Regions from separate parts of the Macaca mulatta genome. Here all the other regions are linked to region 1. Evidence: chromatin contacts called from public Hi-C data. All regions are on one chromosome and are shown on one strand. The core of a region is the stretch at or near the end of the contact, and the rest is flanking DNA. Distances in the headings are between cores, read along the strand shown. Region 1 holds the start of LOC144331400. Region 2 overlaps JMJD1C (jumonji domain containing 1C). Region 3 overlaps JMJD1C (jumonji domain containing 1C).

Region 1 (3,293 bases), core at 551-3,050:
GTTGTATGGTAGGACACAGAAATCCCAGCGGTAAAGTGTGATTGGGCTCAGCTATTATAGGAGTGTTAAAAGAGTACCGGGAATATATTTGGCTTGTCCTGTTCTGTCGGTTCTGCAGGCCGGTGGATTAAGCTGATAGAAATGCTTTTTGGTTGATTTAAACCAGATGCTCCGACTATTTTTGTCCCGTTTGCAGGCGCAGAAGCTCTGCATAAGGCAATACTGCCCCCCTCGGCCGTCCGCCAACTGCAAGGCGTAGGAGCCTGGTCTCCACTAGCCACCTCGGCCATAAAACCCTTTCAAGTCCCTATTATTATTCCAGGCACATTCCAAGGGGATTGAGTCACAGAGTTCACTTGGCTTTTCTCGTGCCCTGAACTGCCTGTACCAGGTGGAATACGACTCTCAACTTCAAATATGGAATCCAAAAGCGGTCAAAGAGCGCTTTAGAGCAAGCCCCAGATGCGAACTCTACCGCCACTTCTCCCCCTCCCCCACCTGGGGTTTGCTGGCTACGCAGCTGTAGTCCCACGCCAGCACTAAGGTCCGCTGGTCGACATATGAGGGTTTTCTTTGGGGCATCCTGTAGAACTGCCCTATTTTCTCTACCACTTTGAGAAGCCCCAAGGGCTGCTCGGCGGCGAGGCACAGACTGGGCTGGAAACTTTTCCTTTGGGCAGTGAGTCCCGGAGAGCCAGGAGGCCCAGGCTCCCCCCCGGGAGCCTAGGGGGCTTGAGGTTCTGCTGGCTTTTAAGTCAGCTAGGAGGGAAAACTCCCAGCCCCTCCCACGCGTCCGCCCAGACTCGCCGGCCGCCTGCCCCGGGCAGGGAACGCGCACATCTGGCGGCCCAGGAGCCACATCTGATGCACGTAACCCTCGGCACCCAGATGTCCCAGAGGCCGGGAGAATCAAAGAACGCCAAGGGCGGGGCGGCCGCGGCGCGGCTCCTCCCTCGGACAGCGGGAGTCCAGATGCGGGGGGGCGCTCTCCAGGGCCGAGCTGGGAGGTTGTGGTGCAGGGCGGGTGGGTGCAGTGAGGCAGGAGCCGCGCTGGGGGGCTGGGCTGACGGGAGGGAACCTGGAGCCTCGCCGGGGAGAGGAAGGCGGCGGTTGGGTGCTGGAGGGCGCTGGTGCCGTGCCAGTGGGCGGTGGCGGCTTGCGCCATCCCCCCAACCGCCGTCACCGTGCCCGCCCCACTGCGTGGGATTTTATAACCTAGGTCCCCGGGAGGTGGTGGTGGAGGGAGGGGCGGCGGGGATGTTTCCGGGGCGGGGGAGGGGCGCACTGCTCCAGGTCTGGAACGAGGGCAGGGCTCCCCTCTGCTTCTCGCCTCTGTTCCTGCGCTGAGACGCAGGCGTTTCCTGGCGCGGAGCGACTCGCCCCCCAGCTCCCCTGCATAGTCCTGGGAGTCGGGATGCGGGTCAGCCCAGATGACCCGACTCGGAGATCCTCGATCCCCTACCCAAGTCTTTAACCGGAGAGGGAGGAGCTACCAATGTCCTCCAGACGTTCTCCAAAGCCCGAGCTGCCTGGAGAAGCCTGCGCAGGGCGGGGGCGCCCCTCAGACGTTTGTTTGCACGTAGGGGTTTTGACGTTTCGCTAAGCAACAGCGTTTGCCAGGGAATCAGGGCTGTTTCGAAGAGCTTGCGTTTATTGGATGCTCCCATCTTGAACAAATCGTTTCCATTCGATTTGTTTAACCAAGGCGAGGGCGGACTGTGTTCTTACTTAAAAGTTGTCCTTCATCCAAGCTGTCCTCAGATTTTCATTTAAGGGTGTCATAACACCCCAGGTCGTTGCGCAAATGTTTTGTGACAATTTAGAAAACCAGAGGGGGGAAAATATCCTTAGAGAAAAAAATCATAACCAACAAGAAAATTATGTTAAATGATGTTGGTCCTTTTTCATTGGATGGTCCCAGTTGACGCATACTCTCTTCCAAACCCAGTGACTATTCAGAGTCTTCAATTTATGGCAAATCTCCCGTTGGGGGCGAAGTGCATGAATGGGTCCCACCTTATTCACCAGCTGAAACTGTGAACAAGCCTTGGGGTTTCCTCTCCCAAAGACTGCCAGGCTTCACTGAGAATCAAAAGAAAATAGGGTATTAAATGCCTGCGGTTAGTTTTCAAATATGAACTCTTCCATTGCCTACTTCTGTGACTCGTGGCAAATTACTCAATCTCTTATGCCCCTGGTGCTGCTTAGAGACAGGGTCTCACTGTGTTGCCCAGGCTAAAGTACAATGGCACGATCCTAGCTCGTTGCAGTCTCAAACTCCTGGGCTCAGACTATCCTCTGGCCTCAGCCTTCCAACGAGCTAGGGTTACAGTCGCATGCCACCACACCTGGTTAATTTTTTATTTTTGTTTTTTAGAGATAGGGAGTCTCACTGTGTTGCCCAGGCTCGCCTGAAACTCCTAGCCTCAAGCATTCCTCCCAGCTCAGCCTCCCAAAGTGTTGGGATTACAGGCGTGAGCCACCATGCCTGGCAAGCTTCATTATTTCTAAAATGTAACTGTACATTTTAGAGTAGCATAGGGGTGGTGTAAGGGTTAAGGATTAATGATAGTACAAATCAAGTGCTTAACACAAAGTTTGATGCATAGGAAGGACATAATTGTCATTATCAATGTGAGTAGACTGTTTACCACCAAAATGAAAGGTGTGGGCAATGGTAACTAGGTAGCCTCCAGAGATCCTTTTTTAAAAGGAGTATGAGTTTTAATACACTGGTTGAATGAATAAAACCCACAACACTCTAGGCACATCTCCAGTCCTTCCCCTGGCAGAGTTTTCAGTCTAACTAGAGGAAATTGGATGAAATGATAGTGATGCACACATAGTCTTTCATCATACTGTGAAAGCCTTTTAAAACATGGATTTGACTTCTGGGTTTCCCATTATAACCTCTTCCCAAAGAAGATGATTCGTTCTTTCAGAATATTTCACTAGGGTGATGATAAGGTATTACAGATGTATGCTGAAAACATCTCTTTTTCTGCAGAGCCCCTTCTTCCTTTGGAATTTTAGAAGAATCTGATCAAGGCAACCTCTGTATTAAGTGAAAATTTGGGAACTCAAAAATATATTAGATGCACAGAAAGTGCAATTCTGAAAAGGTCAGGGCTATTGTGTATAGAGGGGAGCTGCTGAAACTATAGGAGTCTTTTAAATTTTTCAGGCTCAGCTTCCTTTGCTTTAAAGTTAAAGAAGGGTTGGACTGGTTCTTCCTTCCTACACTCAAACTCTTTGGTTTCAAAGGTAGCTGTGTCCAAGGGGTATTTTCTGTG
Region 2 (3,293 bases), core at 526-3,025, 440 kb before region 1:
TTTACGTATCTAAACAAAGAAAAAGGTATAATAAAAACATAGTCTTACAATCTCATGAGACCACTGTCATATATACATTCCATCATTTTTTGTTTATTTTTTGAGACATGGTCTTGCTCTGTTGCCCAGGCTGGAGTGCAGTGGTGCAGTCATGGCTCACTGCAGCTTCAACCACCCCAGCTCAAGTGATCCTCCTGCCTCAGCTTCCCAAAGTGATGGGATTACAGGAGTGAGCCACTGTACCCAGCTGTGCATTCTGTCACTGACTGAAAAGTTGTTATGCAGCACATGACTGTACTATGCTATTTTATATAAGGGATGTGCACATCTGTGAATTTTGGTATCCGTGGGGCGGGGGGGGTCCTGAAACCAATCCCCCACAGGTATACCCAGGGACAAGTGTAACTGTCTTCTAGAAATGTGCCTCAAAATATGCGTATGTGAGTAGCATTTCTTTCCTGACTACATCTTGGTAGAGGTAAATATCTTAGCTGATATTACGAATCCACTTTTGGTGTGACAGCCATAACTGCATTTTGACAATTCTTAAAAATGGCCAAAATACGAATAACTACTAAATTCCATGCTGAGTTATGCAAATTACCTACAATGACTGTCAGGTAAAACATATATTTCTACAAGTCTTTTAAAAATGGAGGAATAAGTGTTCTCTCATTTCCTCTTAAAGGGGAAATGTTTGTGAAATGTAGAAACGAGATCAATGAGCATACACATAAAGGTAAGGCATGCAAATGAAGACAAAGGATGCCTTTAAGCTCACTGATCTTTAAAGAAGCACACTAATTCAGCTAAAACATTCAGCCCATTTTACCTGAGATAAAACAAAGTAACTGACTTACTATTACTGTTGCTTTGCAACTTCAGTTTACTTTTTTCTTTGGCACTCCTGCTGAGAACTCCATTGGGTTTCAAATCTTCTTCTATTTCACCTTTTCTCTTCTGCAAATCATTTTGCTTCTTTTTGTAAGTTGGCTTAGGTTGTCTTTTAGTCCTTTGCTCTGACTTGCTTTCACTTTCATCTGAGTCTCCACTTTCAGAGCCAGATTCATAAGTTCTTTTGGCTTTTCTCCTATTGACTTTATCATCTTTTACATATTTATCAACTATGATCTTACTATCTACACTATTTTGTATATCACTAGATGTAGAGGCTATTAAATTGACAGAACATGGCTTAATAATTTCTGATACAGAATTCCCTGAATTTTCCATTTTATTAGTATTTTTATCTTCTTCTGAATGTCTGGTGAGCCAGGCCTTTTTCAGTTTAGTATGGTAGTTTGGTTGACTTGTCTGGGAAGCTTGCCCATTTCCTACAGAGTTTGCTTTGTTAATTGTACTACAGATTACAGTGCTATCAAGAGGAAGGGAGGCTGAAAGTGTCTGACTTTTTATAGCATTAGGTTCAGTCTCACTGACATTACTACTTTTATACTGAGCTGCAGCCAATGCTGCCTTGTGCTTTTTTAAATGGATAAAATCAGTTGTGCCTGAGAACCCAGAACTGGGTTGAACAACACTTCCTGTCTTACTACTGGCTAACGTAACTGGTGCTGTGGTGCTGACCTTGCATTCTTGTTTTTGAGCCACTGGCTGACTGACACTTTTTGAAGATGTACATTCTGATGATGTAGAGGCCAAAATGGTATTTGATAAAGAAGAAATTGCTTCTGAACCACCCCAGCTGGAAACACTGGTAGTATCGGCAGCAGATGTGATTACATCCGTTTTGGTATTACACATTGTATTTACAGACATGACTGAACTGGGAACACTGCCCTGTGAGACAGCCTGAAAGTTTTTTTCAGATTTTGTGTGAACACTGTCTGAATTCACATTTGGCAAAATGATTCTTCCAGTTTCTCCGGCTTCTGCTAGTTTGAGGCAATCTGTTTTATGTGCCCCAGCTGAAGATCTTTCACTAACTCGATCTTTAGAAGCTAACTGCACTGCTGGCATACTATCAGTTTTTGTACTAGAAGACGGACGCACAATGACAGATGCCATAGCAGCCTGTAACTTTCCGCTGCTTTTCTCCACATGCCATTCGGTTTTCTCTTTGCTGAAGTTATTATTAGGTCTCCACATCTCTGTCAAACTCTGTTCTGAAGAACTCTTAAAATTTGCCTGAGAGTCTTTTGGCTCGGGTATTAGAGTTGGAGGCTTCTGTGACTCTTGAATTTTACCACCAGCATTTACTGGCATCACAGGAGTTAAAGTTGGAGGGGAAAGGCTACTATAGCTGCCTTCCTTTCTTTCCAGGCTGTGATGGATTGGTGGGTGAAATACTGGTGCTCTATGTAATGCAGGCATACTGCGGAGTGTATTTGTAGAAGAAATTGTCAAATGGGTAGGACTCCTACAGTCATTTCTGAAGGCTGTTACTGAGTGAGATGCAATCTGATGAGGAAGATGTTCTGGTATCTTGCCTACTAAACCTTCACTTTCTGGTTGGTGTTTAATCAAAGGTGGAGGCTTTGAAAGAGATGTTATAAATGAAGTCAGAGTTTGAGGATTAGCTGCTGCTGCTGCAAGGGCATTACTCTGTTTATCACCATAAATATTTGAAATTTCTTTGGATGGGTATGATCTTGGTGGTTCATTGACCACACTATTAGACAATGTAGTGAAATAGTTACTTTGGGGTAAACTCTGAGGCACTGAGTGCTTCATTTTATAAAGATCTGATACTGAGCGTTCTACATCCATATCTTGTTTGATGGCATGGCTTTTAGGACTGGACGATGATGATGCCACTCTGGAATAATTCTCTCTCTCACCCTCAAGTCCCTTGATTTTAGTTGTAAAGGGAGCAACATCAATACTTTCTTGAAGAATTCGACGGTGTTCCTCTTTGTATTTGTTTAATCTCTCTCCAGTCTCCTGGGGTGGTCTCTGTAATTGATTTAATACTGGATCCACAAAATGCCTATGTAAGTGACAATCTTTTCCAGTCTGTGACCTATTTAGATCCAGGTCATTTTTTGCTGACGTGGATGCAACAGACCGTAATGGTTCCATAAAAGCTTTCCTTTCTAATTCTCTGCAAAGAAAATACACAAATATTTCTGTAACCACTTTTTCTTGCAAAATACAAAGATAGCTTCTATGCAATATCATTCTACTATGAAAGTAAAAGACATCTTTGCATGTACTCTATTATTATAACAAATTTGAAGAAATATCAAAACAGAACAAGCCTAATCTTAAGATATGTGTTAACTTAAAATTAACTGTTTAAAAGGCGAATTAAGAAAAATTATGAACAAGGT
Region 3 (3,293 bases), core at 508-3,007, 390 kb before region 1:
TATAAGAATAATAAAGTGCCACACGAAAGAGAATGATATGTAAATAGGAGACACTTCCCACTGGATGGCTCACAAAGGCAGGCAGTGTAACAGAAATAATATCTTATAATCTAAAACTTTGAGTTCAAGTTTTTTTTCTTTCTTCTTTTTCTTTTTTTTTTTTTTTTAAAAAACAAGAGTCTTAACTTTGTCACCCAGGCTAGACTGCAATGGCAGGATCTCAGCTCATTGCAGCCTTGACCTCCTGGGCTCAAGCAATCCTCTCATCCCTGCCTCCTAAGTAGTTGGGACTACAGGTGCCCAGCAAAAGTTTTCTCTGTTTGTTTTTTGTTTTGTTTTGTTTTTGGTACTGGTAGAGACGGAGTTTTGCCACGCTGCTCAGGTTGGTCTCAAGCTCCTGAGCTCAAGTGATCCACCTGCCTGAGCCTCCCAAAGTGCTGAGATTACAGGTGTGTACCACTATGCTGCACAGCTCCCCTCTTTTTTCATGAGATAGGGTCTCCCTCTGTCACCGAGGCTCAAGTGCAGTGGTGAGATCATGGCTCACTGCAGCCTAAACCTCCTGGGCTCAGGCGATCCTCCTGCCTTAGCCTCCCCAGTAGCTGGGACTACACAGGTGCACTACCATGCCCAGCTAATTTTATTTTGTTGTAGACAGGGGTTCTCCCATGTTACCCAGTCTCAAATTCCTGGGCTCAAGCAATCCTCCCACCCCGACCTCCCAAAGTGCTAGGATTACAGGTGTGAGCCACCACACCCAACCCAGGTTCTTTTCTGACTATCACAAGCTGTGTGAACCTAGATGCCAAGTCACAGCTGAGCTAAACATCACTTTCTCCGCCTACCATAGAAAATTACTACCACATATTCTCTTCCTTATATTTATTTCTTCTTTTCAACGTTTCATTCCCCTATGCCATCTGTAATTTTAGTAGAAAACATAAATATTAGATCTAAAAGGTCTTGTAAAGGAGCGAGGACAGGTAGGTGAATTGATACTGACACACATAAGTCAAATGAAAACTAGTGTTATGAGAAGCAATACCTATGAGTTAGGAGAATAAACCCGTCAAAAAAAGGAGATTCTGGGGCGGGGAGAAAAGGGAATATGTGACTTGAGTTCCCGACTTTCTAGTTCCCATTTCCAGTCTGAGTAAAGTTCAGCTGTAGTTTCTTGCTGTGGATGTACCATGACAGTGCCTGCTGTATCATCACAATAATCACACCCTTTTAAAATTTAGTCTACTTTACATAGTTTCTATTTTGCTTCCTTCTCATTTGTAAGTTAGACTTCTCAAAGAGTTGAGTGGATTAATAAATTAATATGTATCCTGAAAGCATTACACAAAATAATACAATCATTTTCTTCATAAAGCTAACATCAGAAATAAAATAATGCACATGAAAATATTCTAATCCTAATTAAATTCTAATCCTAATAAAATATTACTATTATACTGAGGAACAAAACTGAGATTTTAAATATGACCATGTTTCAGTAAGATTATGCAATTAAGAAAAAGAATAAATCAATCCTATGATCTTATTTTGATTGGAAAAAAGAAACCAGAAAATCTTTCTCAATGGCAACTAGTGATGGCTTAGAGTCTACAAGCATAATTTCACATACTTTAAATTCATAGCAGCAGCTATGAAAATTTAAAAGGAGACTGGCAGATTTTTCAGCATATGATCACAGCAGATTTCGGACCGGGAAAGAACTACTGCCGTGACTTATAAATGTTTTTAATCTGAATATTGCAGAATAGCTCATGCTTGGGCCAAATTTCAGTCAAAATAACATGTTCCCGAACTCTGAGGATACATTTTCAACACATCAAGTTTTGCAACCAATTTTTACAAATGAAGAGCTCCTTTTTAAAATAGCAACAGATATGTACGGGGGTAATTTATGGGACCTTAATAAGCATGTTTCATTACTATTTTTGAAATCACAGCTATATAAAATAATATAGGTAGGTAATGGAATATTTAAATAGAATACAGAGCAAAATTACTGAATATTAAAACATGATAAAGCAACTTTATATTAAAAATAATTTTTAAAAAACAAGGAAGTATATTCACACTCTGCTTTAGCTGCTGGTTCCTCTTTTCTTGTCCATCCTACTATCGAGGCTTCAGCTTAGTTCTACTACTGCAAGCTGTCACTTTTGACTTGAAATGGAATAAAGCCAAATATTACAAAATAGCTGTTTCCTGTTCTGGCCTCATCTCCTAGACCACCCCCAGGCTATGCCTGCCCATGGATGCTCATCCTACCAAGTCAATGATCTACCAGTAGTCAGTTAACAGTTATGTATTTTTAATACTTTCAGCACAGTATATATGCTACAATTGTTCTCATTTTACGTCAACAAGGCACCTCTAAATTTTAATCAAATGTTAAAATGAAGGCAAAGTACAACGGAAAAGGGAGATGCATATGAAAACTCATGGAGTAACTAGGAACGTGTTCGACGCCTGTCAAAATATAATCCAGAAACAGATATAGAAAAAGAGTAGCCAGGCGCAGTGGCTCACACCTATAATCCCAACACATTGGGAGGCCGAGGTGGGAGGATTACTTGAGTTAGGAGTTTGAGACCATCCTGGCCAACATTGGTGAAACCCTGTCTCTACTAAAAATACAAAAAATTAGCCGGGCGTGGTGGCTCGCACCTGTAGTTCCAGCTACTGAGGAGGCTGATGTGGGAGAATCACTTGAACCAAGGAGATGGAGGTTGCAGTGAGCCGAGATCACTCCAGCCTGGGTGACAGAGTGAGACTTCATCTCAAAAAAAAAAAAAAAGAAGAGAGTAGCAAGTGCTGAGTAAGTACTATTAATCCAAATGATCCTGGTTTTCCAGTTCTGCAGAACATTTGATTTGCATCTGGCACCCTAACTGAAAAGTTCTTTTAAGATAAACATAGCTTTAGTTGAATGACTCTTATCCTAAAGACTAAAATAATTAGGGCTTGATTCGTTTAATGTTGACCAGTTGACCAGAAAAGGCTGGTTTTTCACCTTCAACAAGTTCACAGACGTAGTGTACTCACTGCTATAAAGGTCATTTAGTCTAACTCTTTTATCTAATGCTTAGAGGACTTCCAGACCTTAGTATTATAGCTACAAAGTGTCTTCCCAGAGCCAAACAAAAAAAAAAAAGAATTTTGTACCTTATTGAATATCACTTCTACTTTCTGAGACAAAAATAACTATCAGCCACAAGTAGAGTACATGACTTTCCCTTTGGAAAAAAGGTAAGGGTGTGCTGTAAAGGATAACACCA

What was found. A called contact is a pair of places that touch in the nucleus more often than the background predicts.
Region 2: a contact with region 1 is called in a Hi-C map of fetal cortical plate, with 2.4 times the contacts expected there. The contact joins the enhancer-like site here to the promoter of LOC144331400 in region 1. A contact is called at or near these places in 4 of 14 Hi-C or Micro-C datasets (CD4 T cells, fetal cortex germinal zone, fetal cortical plate and 1 more).
Region 3: a contact with region 1 is called in a Hi-C map of blood, with 2.6 times the contacts expected there. The contact joins the enhancer-like site here to the promoter of LOC144331400 in region 1. A contact is called at or near these places in 2 of 14 Hi-C or Micro-C datasets (blood and fetal cortical plate).

What each region holds. Positions count from the first base shown.
Region 1 is chr9:86,162,431-86,165,723 of T2T-MMU8v2.0, reverse strand. It overlaps LOC144331400, which reads right to left and starts at 1,800. Exons shown (of 2, transcript XM_077947934.1): 1 at 78-1,800. The coding sequence starts at 1,165. The coding sequence ends at 353.
Region 2 is chr9:86,597,768-86,601,060 of T2T-MMU8v2.0, reverse strand. JMJD1C (jumonji domain containing 1C) reads right to left here. Exons shown (of 26, transcript XM_077946712.1): 10 at 861-3,064. Among named protein-coding and RNA genes, the nearest start is that of NRBF2, 78 kb to the left of the region's middle. Within about 2 kb of position 1,775, at least 12 of the 40 cell types and tissues checked have an H3K27ac peak or open chromatin away from gene starts, as enhancers often do. A contact at or near this core is called in fetal cortical plate, where this site is marked.
Region 3 is chr9:86,548,000-86,551,292 of T2T-MMU8v2.0, reverse strand. The region is part of intron 4 of JMJD1C (jumonji domain containing 1C); the gene reads right to left. Among named protein-coding and RNA genes, the nearest start is that of MIR1296, 120 kb to the right of the region's middle. Within about 2 kb of position 1,757, at least 10 of the 40 cell types and tissues checked have an H3K27ac peak or open chromatin away from gene starts, as enhancers often do. A contact at or near this core is called in blood and fetal cortical plate, where this site is marked.